Linked DNA regions of Pan troglodytes: all the other regions are linked to region 1. A link is a contact called in public Hi-C and HiChIP or PLAC-seq data. All regions are on one chromosome and are shown on one strand. The core of a region is the stretch at or near the end of the contact, and the rest is flanking DNA. Distances in the headings are between cores, read along the strand shown.

What was found. A called contact is a pair of places that touch in the nucleus more often than the background predicts. HiChIP or PLAC-seq counts read pairs in DNA pulled down with a chosen protein or histone mark.
Region 2: an H3K4me3 HiChIP or PLAC-seq map of stem cell-derived excitatory neurons shows a contact between it and region 1, with 4 times the contacts expected there. The contact joins the promoter of UQCR11 here to the promoter of ATP8B3 in region 1. A contact is called at or near these places in 1 of 7 Hi-C or Micro-C datasets (stem cell-derived neural progenitor cells) and 1 of 1 datasets of contacts at active chromatin or transcription factors (stem cell-derived excitatory neurons).
Region 3: a Hi-C map of stem cell-derived neural progenitor cells shows a contact between it and region 1, with 3 times the contacts expected there. The contact joins the enhancer-like site here to the promoter of ATP8B3 in region 1. A contact is called at or near these places in 1 of 7 Hi-C or Micro-C datasets (stem cell-derived neural progenitor cells) and 1 of 1 datasets of contacts at active chromatin or transcription factors (stem cell-derived excitatory neurons).

What each region holds. Positions count from the first base shown.
Region 1 is chr20:4,108,023-4,112,403 of NHGRI_mPanTro3-v2.0_pri, forward strand. It overlaps ATP8B3 (ATPase phospholipid transporting 8B3), which reads right to left and starts at 2,435. Exons shown (of 28, transcript XM_054673270.2): 1 at 1,884-2,435; 2 at 1,186-1,581; 3 at 319-380. The coding sequence starts at 1,433.
Region 2 is chr20:3,896,221-3,900,601 of NHGRI_mPanTro3-v2.0_pri, forward strand. It overlaps UQCR11 (ubiquinol-cytochrome c reductase, complex III subunit XI), which reads right to left and starts at 1,731. Exons shown (of 3, transcript XM_001148727.7): 1 at 1,524-1,731. The coding sequence starts at 1,573.
Region 3 is chr20:3,958,580-3,962,960 of NHGRI_mPanTro3-v2.0_pri, forward strand. No RefSeq gene overlaps it. Among named protein-coding and RNA genes, the nearest start is that of TCF3, 16 kb to the left of the region's middle. Within about 2 kb of position 2,357, at least 5 of the 24 cell types and tissues checked have an H3K27ac peak or open chromatin away from gene starts, as enhancers often do. A contact at or near this core is called in stem cell-derived neural progenitor cells, where this site is marked.

The sequences.
Region 1 (4,381 bases), core at 1,185-3,684:
TCACCCAGGCTGGAGTGCAGTAGCACAATCGCGGCTCACTGCAACCTCCACCTCCTGGGTTCAAGTGATTCTCCTGTCTCAGCCTCCCAAGTAGCTGGAATTACAGGCATACGCCACCACGCCCAGCTAATCTTCGTACTTTTAGTAGAAACGGGGTTTCTCCATGTTGCCCAGGCTCTCGAACCCCTGACCTCAAGTGATCCACCCGCCTCAGCCTCCCAAAGTGCCGGGATTACAGGCGAGAGCCACCGCGCCTGGCCAGCCCTGAACCTCATAATCCCTCCCACCTGCACCGCCCCCTCCGCCCAGGATCAGCACCTGAGTTCCTGTCCTCATCTTGGAGATCTTCTCTCTGGCCGAGGCTGCCCATGCTGGTGGGGCTGTGGGAGAGAAGGGCCCCGGGTCACAGCAGTGATCCCAGCCCTTGCTGGGCACCACTCGGTCTTCAAGGAGCTCACAGCCTAGGGGCCGACCCTCTCAAATGCCACCTCCCACACTCATCTGCAGCCTCCCCCCCAGGCTCTGAATGTCCAGCCATAGGCTGTGTGTCTTGCCTTGGACATCCTGAGACTCAGAGGACCCCAAGATGATCCTCAAACCTGCAACAGCCCATCTGCCAGTGTCCCCCGTCAGCCACCCTGGTCGCCTCCCGCCAGTACAGCCTAGAAGGACTCTACCGCCAGCCATGCCAGCCTCTGGCCATGCCAGCCTCCGGCCACTGCTCCCCACACCTCGCTTTTCCTGAAAGGACCACTCTCACCTCCTCCTGGTTTCACTGACGGCCTCCTGCCCCTCTCCCCATGTGGCACCAGCTTAGGGGCTCAGTCGTCTGTTCACTGACTGAATGGGACCCCCGGGCTATATGTTATATCTCAAAACACAGCATGAGGGTCAGGCATGGCCACTCCCCTCCTCACCCCCCCAGGCTGGGCAGCAAACTCTGATGGGGGCGATGGAGGCAGACGGACATCGTCAGAAGATCCTGGAATCTTCTCCACTAGCAGGTTCAGGAATGTGGGTCTGGCTCTAGCCCTGCACCGGGGGCCCTGGTTTGGCCCCCTATGAGGATGGGCAAACCACCCCTAGACGCCAGCAACTGGCCCCCCACCTGCCAGCTCTCTAGCAGTGCCCTCCCCGCCAAGCCCCTGCCCCTGTGTTCCGGCCACCCGATACACCCGTCCTCACCCTTCTGGTCTCCATTCATACTTCCTAGCCCGGCCAGGCTGGGCCTTGTGCCTCCTCTCGGGTGCCCCTCTGCCTGGGGAGTCTCCCATCCCAGCTCTGATCACCGTCTCACCTCCGCGGATGCCAGCAGGACCTGAGCCTTCCTGAGTCACGTCTGAGTCACCCGTGTCCCCAGGTCCTGGTGGGGCAGGGCTTGGCTCAGGGCCAGCTCTGGTGCTCCTGGGAGTCTGAGCGGGGCCAGTGCCCATTCACCGCATGAGGAAAAGGGAGGTTCAGGGCGAAGAGGGGTTTAGGCTGTGGGACGGGGGAGAGGTGGGGGAGACCCCCGTGGGGGCAGACTGGGGATTGGAGAGCTGGAGAGAATGCTCAAATGGCCAGAATCCACTCGAAGTGTATCTGGGGGGCAGAAACAGACACGGACACAGCGCTGGCTTCCTGCCCCCTCACTAACTGGGATGCCCCATTACTCGGAAGCCCCCCACCCCGTCTTCCCGCAGCCGCAGAGGTACAGGACCGCCCTGGACAGGGCTCCAGAGTCCAGGGCTGTCTGCACCCGCCCCGGGGCCCCGACCGCGCGAACCTCTAGGGGCGCGCTCTCCACCCCCGCCGCCACGACCCCAGCTCTCAGCCTGGGTGGAGCCCAGAGAGGGTGCGCGGGCTCCCGGGGACGCACAGCAGTGGGAGCACCCGCCGCTCACCGGCGCAGGAGAGGCAGGGAGGGGCAGGCCGCGGGCGTCCAGGGCGGCGGACGTGGTGGAACCGTTAGCCCGGTGCCAACGGCCCTGAAACGGGGGGCGGGGTCTCGGGGCGGGGCCTCGGGGCCCGGCCAAGGCGAAGGTGGAGCCAGTTCGGAGCCCGGAAGGGGGCCGAGGGCGGGGCCTGGAGGGGTGGGTGGGGCCAAGGCGAAGAAGAGGCGGGGCCTCGAGGGTGGGGCCGAGCGGAGCACGGCCGAGCAGGATCGGGGCCAAGCCCCAGGGACGTGGTCACGGCAGAAGGGCGGGGCCTCGCAGAGCCTCGCAGAACAGGCGAGGATAGAAGACGCTCGGGAGCAGTGCCTGGGTCTGGGGAGGGGCCGGGACTTTTGGGAAGGGACTAGAAGGAAGGCGAGGCCGAGCGGGGTCTCGCTGAGCAAAGTCAGAGTAGGGGCGGGGCCAGGACTCAGGGGCTTGGCCAGAGCGGGAAGCGGGGTTGAGCATGGCCTTGCGGAGCAGTGTTATGGTAGGGGCGGGGCTGGGATCCGGAGCCGTTACAAAGGAGGAAGGCGGGGCCGAACGGGGGTGTCGCTGAGCAGAGTCAGAGTAGGGGCGGGGCCAGGACCCGGAGCGTGGCCAAAGAGGGAGGCGGGGCTGAGCATGGCCTTGCAAAGCAGGGTCAAGGTAGGGGCGGGGCTGGGATCGGGGGCGTGACAAACGAGGAAGGCGGGGCCGCGCAGAGCAGGGTCAGGGTAGGAGGGCGCTCAGGGTGGGTCCAGGACAGAAGGCAGGGCCTTGGGAGGGCCTTAGGGAGCAGTGCCAGTGCAGGGGCGGAGCCTGAAAGGGAAGAGGGTGTCAGGGCAGGGCCGGGCCGGGCTTGGTCAGGGAGCAGAAAGAACCTGCACCGCAGGGCGGGGTTGGAAGGGTTCTTGGAAAGGTGGGCCTGGGTCAGGTCGGAATGGGCCTTGCAGACCTGACGGGGCTGAGGCTGGTGCGGCCAGCGTGGCAGAGTGCAGGAGGAAGGACCACAGGTAACGGCGGTTATGTAAGTCAAGTCTGATCCGTGTCCTGGGTTCGTTCATTCATCCCATACACGTTCAACGAGCGCCTCCTAGGCGCAGATGCAGGGCTGAGCACCAGGCTGGGGAGAGGCGGTTATAGCCATTGAGACCACCCTAAGGCCAAGAGGAAGCCCGCAGGGTTCTTTCCAGCAGGTGGCAGGGGCTCAGGGATCCTTACTGAAGAAGTGGCAGGGGTGAGTTCAGCGACGAGGCTAGGGCGGGTCCAGGCCAGCGATAGGGCCTGGAGCCAGGGTCAGAAAGTGTGTGCGGAGGGGCTGCTGAAGATGAAATGCCCCCAAGAGTGAGGCTACCTGGGGTGAGGGCCCAAAGGGAGAGGCAAACATGGGTGGAGGGGGATAGGGAGGCCACCTCCCCCATCAAAGCGGCAACCACCTGAGGGCTCTCGGTGATCACAAACCCTCTTTCTTTGGAAGCCCAAATTGGAAGCCTGCTTGGCCCTGGAGGCTGCCAGGGAACCTCTCTTTTTTTAAAGACAGAGTCTCACTGTGTCACCCAGGCTGGAGTGCAGTGGTGCGATCAGAGCTCACTGCAGCCTCCACCTCCTGGGCTCAAGCGATCCTCCTGCCTCAGCCTCCAGAGTAGCTGGGACCACAAGCAGGCAGGTAGGCCACTGTGTTTGACTTCTCTCCTTTCATTCCTTCAACACTTCCCCTGTGCTTGCTTGCTCAGTGGTTATGAAAAAAAGCCAGGGCTGGGGGTTTGAACACACTGTTCTCATAAACTTTAGAAGAGACCTGGTTGGGTGCAGCTGTGAGGACCAGATTCCCCCACCCCAGCCTTCGCAGGAGGCACTATCTGGGGGCAGAAGCTTCCCCAGGGCACTTGTGCAAAGGCCCTGAAGCCTCCAGTGGCAACAGGTGGCTTCACAAGCTGAAGGGAGTCCCTGGGGGCTGAAGCCAGGGCTGGCCAGCCTTGGGACCCCCCGTGGGCTATGTCCTGAGGCACCAGGTGCGTTCTGGGAAGGGGGAGGCAGACATCACATGGGAATGCACAGAAACAGAGTGAATACACGCCTGCGCCATTTATTTAGAACACAGAGCCGGGCACAGTGGCTCATGCCTGTAATCCCAACACTTTGGGAGGCCGAGGCGGGTGGATCACTTGAGGTCAGGAGTTCGAGACCAGCTTGGCCAACGTGGTGAAACCCCATCTCTACTAAAAATACGAAATTAGCCAGGTGTGATGGCACGGCCATAATCTCAGCTACTCGGCAGACAGAGGTTGCAGCAAGCTGAGACTGGGTGACAAAGCGAGACTGTGTCTCAAAAATAAAGAAGAAAAAGAGAACAACTCCTTTACAGAAGAGGTGGGAGAGTCCCTAGTCACAAGAACAGCCCTCGAGGGCGGAGGGGCCTGGCCTAACCACGGTCCCCCAGGAGGGCCCTGGAGAGACGCAGAGCCCAGAACCGGGAAGGGAGCCTT
Region 2 (4,381 bases), core at 481-2,980, 210 kb before region 1:
CACTTGAAGGTCCCAGTCAGCTCCACCGTGCAGACCCTGTCCCCGACCTGTCCCCCAGTCTGGGATGGAGGAAGTATGTTCTGGCTTCCGGACACACTGCCAATCATAAGCCTTTGCTTTTTTCTTTTTTAGAAACGGAGTTTCGCTCTTGTTGCTCAGGCTGGAATGCAATGGCACAATCTCAGCTCACCACAACCTCCACCTCCCGGGTTTGAGCGATTCTCCTGCCTCAGCCTCCCAAGTAGCTGGGATTACAGGCACGTGCCACCATACTTGGCTAATTTTGTATTTTCAGTAGAGACGGGGTTTCTCCATGTTGGTCAGGTTGGTCTCAAACTCCTGACCTCGGGTGATTTGCCCGCCTCGGCCTCCCAAAGTGTTGGGATTACAGGCGTGAGCCACTGCGCCCAGCAGCTCTAAATTTTTTTGTAGAGATAAGGTCTTGCTGTGTTGCCCAGGCTGGTCTCAAATTCCCAGGCTCAAACGATCCTCCCACCTTAGCCTCCCCAGTAGCTGGGACTACAGACAGGTGCCACCATGCCCTGATAATTTTTTGTTTTGTAGAGATGGGGTTTCATTGTGTTGTCCAGGATGGTCTTGAACTCCCAGGCTCAAGTGATTCTCCTGCCTGGGCCTCCCAAAGCACTGGGATCACAGGCCGGAGCCACTGCACCCGGCTAAGACCTTGCTGCTTTTTTTTTCTTTTCTCTTTTTGGGACACAGTCTCATTCTGTCACCCAGGCTGGAGTGCAATGGCGCAATCTCAGCTCACTGCAACCTCCTCCTCCCGGGTTCAAGCGATTCTCCTTCCTCAGCCTCCCGAGTAGCTGGGATTAGAGGCACCCGCCACCACGCCTGGCTAATTTTTGCATTTTTAGTAGAGACGCGGGTTTCACCATGTTGGCCAGGCTGGTCTCGAACTCCTGACCTCAGGTGATCCACCTGCCTCGGCCTCCTAAAGCGCTAGGATCACAGGCGGGAGCCACCGCACCCAGCAAGGCCTTGCTTCTTAGCACCCCACGTGGAAACACCAGACAACCCTACGGAGGCCACCCCCAGCCCGGCTTCTATGGGGGCCACCCCTATGCCTTCCCGCTGCCCACGTGGGCTCAGGCGCAGCTGAAGCTTTCACGCTCCTTGTTAAAAATCATAAAAACCAAAATAGTGGCAAAGGCCGAAGATGCCGCGAGTGCTGGGCTGGGGATCGGGACTCGGCACCTTCTGGGCGTTTCCGTCCAGGGGGTCACCATTCGGATCCCCCGGTAGAGATGGGGAAACTGAGGCTTGGAGCGGCCTAGCCGCGGAGCCGGGCAAGCTGGGGTTTGGCCTTGGGTCCGTCACGTCCCGTTCACGCCGGGACGCGCCGCTCCGCCTCTCTGCCTCAGTTTCCCCCTCTGTCACCGGGCACAACAAGGGACCTGGGCCCGGCCCGGCCCCCGGAAACGCGCACAAATACGGAACGCAGCGGCGCGGGGCTGGGCCGAGGCGGGAGCGCGGATGGGGCCGCGAGTCGGCGTCCTCACCAGTTCTTGACCAGCTCCCGGTAGCGTGGGCCCAGGAACCGGGTCACCATCGCGGCGGCGTCGCACCCTCAGGATGACCCTGTCCAGCTGACCCGGCTACACTGCGCAGGCGCGGCCGCGGCGCGCACGCGCGCGGGGAGGGCGGGGGGGAAGGAAAAAAAAACATCATCCGCCACTGTGCGCACAGACCCGGAAGCCACTTACAGTAACTTCCGGCGAGGGTTGGACGACCGCGGAGAAGTGGTCCGGAGTGGGCGGTGTTAGGGCGGGGCTTTCTGGCCACGTGGTCTGGCGGCCGAATGTGCTTCTGGGCTCCGCGGGGCTACCTGCCAGTGATTTTGTGCGCCTAGTATGTGCCAGAACGTTATTTACAATGAAGGAAACTGAGGTCCAGCGGGGAAGGGTCTTGCTCAGAGTCACACAGAAGGGAAGAGCTGGGATTGGAGCCCACTTTTGGAGGCGTCAGGCGTTGTTCCTGATTCGCTGTAGGACTTTGGTCGAGCGGCAGTGCTTGCCTGAGCCTCAGCGTTGCCCGTTGCTTGGAGGCCCTGTCGGAAATCTCTTTGCAGGTTTCCGTTTGCGAGCCTGGGTTATTCCTCATTCTGGCAGCAGAGGGTGGCCTGGCTCCTTGCTCGGTGAACGTCTCTGGATGCTCTTAGCTGATGACAGGCAGGTCTTTCTGCCTCCTGCTTTCCACCGCACCAGGCTCGCTTGGGCTCGCCTTTCTCCAGTCCCTGCTTCCTCTGCTCTCCCACAACCCGGCGCAGCACCGTACACGCTCACTCAGCTCCCAGCTTCCAGCCTTCCCCCTGCACACCGGGCCGGTGTGGGCAGAAGGAAGAGGGGCATATTCCCAGACACCGCCATTGCACTTTTGTGCCTTTTCCCCCATATTCAAGAGTTGCCTCCCTCAGGAAGCCCTCCTGGACTGCCTGACCCACAGGCACCTTTACAGCATGAACGGAAAGGCCATAGCCTAGACGGGGCACTGGGCGTGATTTGTCTCTCGGGCGCCAGCGTCACTTGCAGGCCTCGTGATAAGGAATGGACACCGTGGGTTCTTCTGCCCAGCCTGGCCTGTCCTCCTGGGGTCAGCCCCTCAGTACTCTCCAAGCCTGCAGCTCTCTGGGGACTGCGGGTGCTAACCCATCCCTATCCCTGGTTAAGGACTCAGGGTGGGAGCCGGAAGTAGGTTTTGGACACCACAGTCTGGGCACTGTTTTTCTTTTCTTTTTTTTTTTTTTTTTGAGACGGAGTCTCGCTCTGTGGCCCAGGCTGCAGTGCAATGACACGATCTCGGCTCACTGCAACCTCCGCTTCCCGGGTTCAAGCTTCTCCTGCCTCAGCCTCCCAAGTAGCTGGGACTACAGGCGTGAGCCACCACACCTGGCTAGTTTTTGTATTTTTAGTAGAGATGGGGTTTGGCCATGTTGGCCAGGCTTGTCTTGAATTCCTGACCTCAAGTGATCCGCCTCCCAAAATGCTGGGATTACAGGTGTGAGCCACCGGGCCCGGCCCTGGGCATTGTTTGTAGAACTTTCCAGTTGGCTTGGGGTTTTTGAGCTTGGGATCAGAGAGCACCTGAATAAGACTCTTCCCATTGGTGGAAACTTAAAAAAGTGGGATGCAGGGGCTGACACAGAGACTATTAAGAGAAAGGACAGGAACACAAGGGCTGCTGGAATGTCAGCCCAGAGTTTCCAGATGCCACAATGTAAGAGTTCGCCAGTGGCCGGGCACGGTGGCTCACGCCTATAATCCCAGCACTTTGGGAGGTTGAGGCGGGCAGATCACCTGAGATTGGGAGTTCGAGACCAGCGTGACCAACATGGAGAAACCCCATCTCTACTAAAAATACAAAATTAACCGGACATGGTGACGGATGCCTGTAATTCCAGCTACTCGGGAGGCTGAGGCAGGAAAATTGCTTGAAAACCCGGGAGGCAGAGGTTGCGGTGAGCCGAGATCACGCCATTGCACTGCAGCCTGGGCAACAAGAGTGAAACTCCGTCTCAAAACAAACAGACAAAAAAAAGAGTTCATCAGAGACAGTGACATAAACAAGAGCTGAGAGATGGAGAGAGATTTGTAATGACGCCTGGATCCAGCTGTGCCTGAAGCCATTCAACATGACATAGAACTTCCTTTTTGTTTCTTGAGCCGGTTTTTGTTATTTTGTTGGACCATCTGGATGTCCCCTCCACCCTTTTTTTTTTTTTTTTTTTTTGAAACGCAGTCTTGCTGTCGCCCAGGCTGCAGGCTGGAGTGCAGTGGTGTGATCTTGGCTCACTGCAAGCTCCGCCTCCCAGGTTCACGCCATTCTCCTGCCTCAGCCTACCGAGTAGCTGGGACTACAGGTGCCCGCCACCACGCCTAGCTAATTTTTTGTATTTTTAGTAGAGATGGGGTTTCACCGTTAGCCAGGATGATCTCGATCTCCTGACCTCGTGATCCGCCTGCCTTGGCCTCCCAAAGTGCTGGGATTACAGGCATGAGCCACTGCACCTGGCCCACCCTTTTTTTTTGACAGGTTCTGGCTCTGTTGCCCAGGCTGGAGTGCAGTGGTGCAATCACAGTTCACTGCCACCTCAAGCGATCCTCCCACCTGAACCTCCTAAGTAGCTGGGACTACAAGTGTGTGTCACCAGGTACAACCAATTTAATTTTAATTTTTTGAGACAGTCTCGCTCTGTCGCCCAGGCTAGAGTGCAGTGGTGCAATCTCAGCTCACTGCAATCCCTGCCTCCTGGGTTCAAGCTATTCTCCTGCCTCAGCCTCCCAAATAGCTGGGATTACAGGCATGCGCCACCATGCCCGGCTAATTTTTGTATTTTTAGTAGAGATGGGATTTCGCCATG
Region 3 (4,381 bases), core at 1,107-3,606, 150 kb before region 1:
CCAGGCTGGAGTGCAGTGGCACCATCTTAGCTCACTGCAAGCTCCGCCTCCCGGGTTCACGCCATTCTCCTGCCTCAGCCTCCCGAGTAGCTGGGACTACAGGCGCTCACCACCATGCCTGGCTAATTGTTTGTATTTTTAGTAGAGACGGGGTTTCACCGTGTTAGCCAGGATGGTCTCGATATCCTGACCTCGTGATCCACCTGTCTCGGCCTCCCAAAGTGCTGGGATTACAGGCGTGAGCCACTGCACCTGACCACACCCTGCTGATTTTTATTTTTTGTGTAGAGGGGTGTCTTGCTGTGTTGCCCAGGCTGGTCTCAAACTCCTGGCCTCAAGGAATCCTCCACTTCAGCCTCCCACAGCACTGGGATCCCAGGTGGGAACCCCCTGGCCTGGCTGACCCTGAACTTTTTTTTTTTTTTTTTTTTTTGAGACGGAGTCTCGCTCTGTCGCCCAGGCTGGAGTGCAGCGGTGCCATCTCGGCTCACTGCAAGCTCCGCCTCCCGGTTCACGCCATTCTCCTGCCTCAGCCTCCCGAGTAGCTGGGATTACAGGCACCCGACACCACGCCCGGCTAATTTTTTGTATTTTTAGTAGAGATGGGGTTTCACCATGTTAGCCAGGATGGTCTCGATCTCCTGACCTCGTGATCCACTTGCCTCGGCCTCCCAAAGTGCTGGGATTACAGGCGTGAGCCGCCGCGCCTGGCCGACCCTGAGCTTTATTTTGTCTCGGAAGACTCCACTGCCCTCCATGTCCGGCCTCCCGAGCCCCCTCTGCCCACCTCCCTCCAGCTGCGCTGGCCACCTCCTCGCTGCTGCTTGGACACCGTTTTCTCCCTGTGACCGCAGGGTCTGTGCCCAGGATGTCCCTCGGCCGGGAGCCGTTCCTCCCCACTCTCAGGCCCCTTTGCCGGTGTATCATCAGTTTATCGTTCCTCCCACTCTCAGGCCCCTGTTTCTCCCCCTTGCGCCTGTGGGGCTTGCCTGGCTCTGTAAGGGGAGCCCTGGGCCCAGCCTGGCCGCCCCACACCTCCAGCATCCAGCTGGGGCCTGGCACACAGTAGGTGCTCCATAAATGCACAGGCTAAGTTGGGGGGTTCCCCATCTTACAGGTGAGGAAACTGAGGCTCCGAAGAGGGCGGCCTGACAGGCATCTGGGAGCCCCGGCCCAGGCGAAGGTATTTCCTCCTGGCCCAGGGCGCCGTGGGGTCCCGGGGCAGCTGGTGGGGCCGCCAAAGGGTGGCCGTGTGTGTGGCGGTGGCAGCTGGGGCTCTGGCCGTGGGGGAGGGTGGGCGGGAGGCAGCAGCTGGTGGCTGGCCCCAGGCCAGCTGGAGCCTGTGCAGAGGGAGGGCGCTGGGTCGGCTCACGCTGCCTCTGGGTCCCCTTCTGAGTCCCCCTCAGCCTTTCTCGGTTGGTCTCCATCTCTGTCCTTGTCTCTCTGTCTCTGTCTCTTTCTGTCTGTTTCTCTCTGTCTTCTTTCTCTGTGCTCTCTCTGTGTCAGCCTCCCTGTCTCTGTCTCTTTCTCTTCCCCATCTCTGTCTCTCTTTTTGTCTCTGTCTCTGTTTCTTTCTGTCTCTGTGTATCTCTTTCTGTCCCTCTGTCTCTGTCAGTCTCTCTGTGTCTGTGTGTGTCTCTGTCTCCATCTCTCTCGTTGTCTCTCTATTTCTCTTTCTCTATCTCTTTCTGTCTCTCTCTGCCTGTCTCTCTGCCTCTCTGTCTCTCTGTTTCTCTGCCTGTCTCTCTCTCTGCCTCTCTGTATCTCTCTCTATCTCTTTGTCTGTTTCTGTTCTTCTCTGTCTCTTTCTCTGCTTCTCTGTCTCTTTCTCTTTCTGTTCCTATCTCTTGTCTTTCTCTCTGTCTCTCTCTGCCTCTCTGTCTCCCTCTGTCTCTGCCTCTCTCTCCTTCCCCTTCACACTGGGGCCTCCCCTGACTGGCCCGGACAGGGGCTGGTTACACTGCTGCACCCTCTCTTCCAGACCTCCCGCTCCACCCCACTCCCTGCTGCCTGCACCCCTGCGTCAGCCAGCGCCTCTGTGCTGGCATGAAGGTCTCAACCCACCGGGAGGAGCCCAGGACCCTCTCACGGGCTGGGGACCCTGTGCGCATCGCTCCCCTGTGAGCCTGCATTTCCCCACATGCAGGGTGTTTGCAGAGCCCTCTCAGAGCGGTGCTCTGGGGAACCACAGGGCAGAGGTCTCAGCCCGTCGGGGCTCCCAGCCAGATGGGGAAGGAGAATTTCGAAGGAATCGCCTTACAGGCATTTGAAACTCTGCAGGCAGAGGCCAGGGGAATCCCGGGTGGAGGAGCAGGCAGGGTGAGGGCTCTGAGAGTCCCTCCCCGGGTTAGGAGCAGGCAGGGTGAGGGCCCTGAGAGTCCCTCCCCGGGTTAGGAGCAGGCAGGGTGAGGGCCCTGAGAGTCCTCCCCGGGTTAGGAGCAGGCAGGGTGAGGGCCCTGAGAGTCCCTCCCCGGGCCACCCCCAGCCACACTCCCCGGTCACACAGGGAACCTGGCCCAGTTGCCCGTACCCACTGGTCCTGGGGAGGGCAGCTGGGAGGGGCTGTGTGTGCACTAGGGGGGCGGAGCTGGGACTCCCCTCAAGGACCCTCCCTTCCGGGATCTACCAGCACATCCACCCACCACCCTCGCAGACAATAGAATTCATCACTGTAGAAACATCCTCTGGGGCTGGGGCTTAATCAGTTCCTGATTTGCATTTTTGCATATTAATGACAGCAGAGCTGCTAATTTTGGCACATGATTTTAAAGGTGCAGTAGCTCTGAAACTACGGAGGCGGTGAGGGGGTGAGGACCGGGGCCTTCCTCACCTGGCCTGGAGGGTGCTGGCCCTCAGGTTACAGGTTACAGGGTCTCTGCCCTGGGAGCGGCCCCTGCCTCTGGGAGCTGCAGGGACCCTTGGGGATTATGGGGTCCCTGCCTCTGGGGCTCACAGGAATCACAGAGTCTCTGCCACTCTATCTTTCTTTCCTTCCCTTCCCTCCCTCCCCTCCCTCCCCTCCCTCCCCTCTCTCTCTCTCTCGCTCTCTCTCTCTTTCCTTCCTTTCCTCCCCTTCCTTCCCTCCCTCCCCTCTCTCTCTCTTTCCTTTCTTTCCTTTCCTTCCTTTCCTTCCCTTCCCTCCCTCCCCCCTTCTCTCTCTCTGTTTCTTTTCTTCCCTTCCTTCCCTCCCTCCCTCCCCTCTCTCTCTTTCCTTTCCTCCCCTTCCTTCCCTCCCTCCCCTCTCTCTCTCCTTTCCTTCCTTTCCTTCCCTCCCTTCCCTCGCTTCTCTCTCTCTCTCTTTCCTTCCCTTCCTTCCCTTCCCTCCCTCCCCTCTCTCTCTCTTTCCTTTCCTTCCTTTCCTTCCCTTCCTTCCCTCCCTTCCCTCCTCTCTCTCTCCCTCTCTCTCTCTCTCTTTCTTTCTTTCGCTCTTGTTGCCCAAGCTGGAGTGCAGTGGCACAAGCTTGGCTCACTGCAACCTCCGCCTCCCGGGTTCAAGTGATTCTCCTGCCTCAGCCTCCCGAGTAGCTGGGATTACAGGTGTGCGCCACCATGCCCAGCTAATTTTTGTTTGTTTGTTTTTTGAGACGGAGTTTTGCTCAGTCGCCCAGGCTGGAGTGCAGTGGCGCGATCTTGGCTCACTGCAAGCTCCGCCTCCCGGGTTCACCCCGTTCTCCTGCCTCAGCCTCGCGAGTAGCTGGGACTACAGGCGCCCACCACTATGCCTGGCTAATTTTTTGAATTTTTTTTAGTAGAGACGGAGTTTCACCTTGTTAGCCAGGATGGTCTCGAACTCCTGACCTCAGGCGATCCGCCTGCCTCGGCCTCCCAAAGTGCTGGGATTATAGGTGTGAGCCACCGCGCCCGGCCCATGCCCGGCTAACTTTTTGTATTTTTAGTAGTTTCACCATGTTGGCCAGGCTGGTCTCGAACTGCCGACCTCAGGAGATCCGCCCACCTCGGCCTCCCAAAGTGCTGGGATTACAGGCATGAGCCGCCGCGCCCCGCCCACTCTTTTTCTTCTCTTTTGAGGCAGGATCTTGCTCTGTTACCCAAGCTGGAGTGCAGTGGTGCAATCATAGCTCACTGCACCCTCCACCTCCTGGCTCAAGTGATCCTCCCACCTCCCACGTGGCTCGGACCACAGGCGTGTACCACCACACTAGCCTAATTATTTAAAATTTTGAGTTTGGGTGCCGTGGCTCACGCCTGTAATCCCAGCACTTCAGGAGGCAGAGGCTGGTGGGTCACTTGAGATCAGGAGTTGGAGACCAGCCTGACCAACATAGGGGAACCCCCTCTCTACTAAAAATACAAAAATTAGCTGGGCATGGTGGCACGTGCGTGTAATCCCAGCTACTCGGGAGGCTGAGGCAGGGAGAAT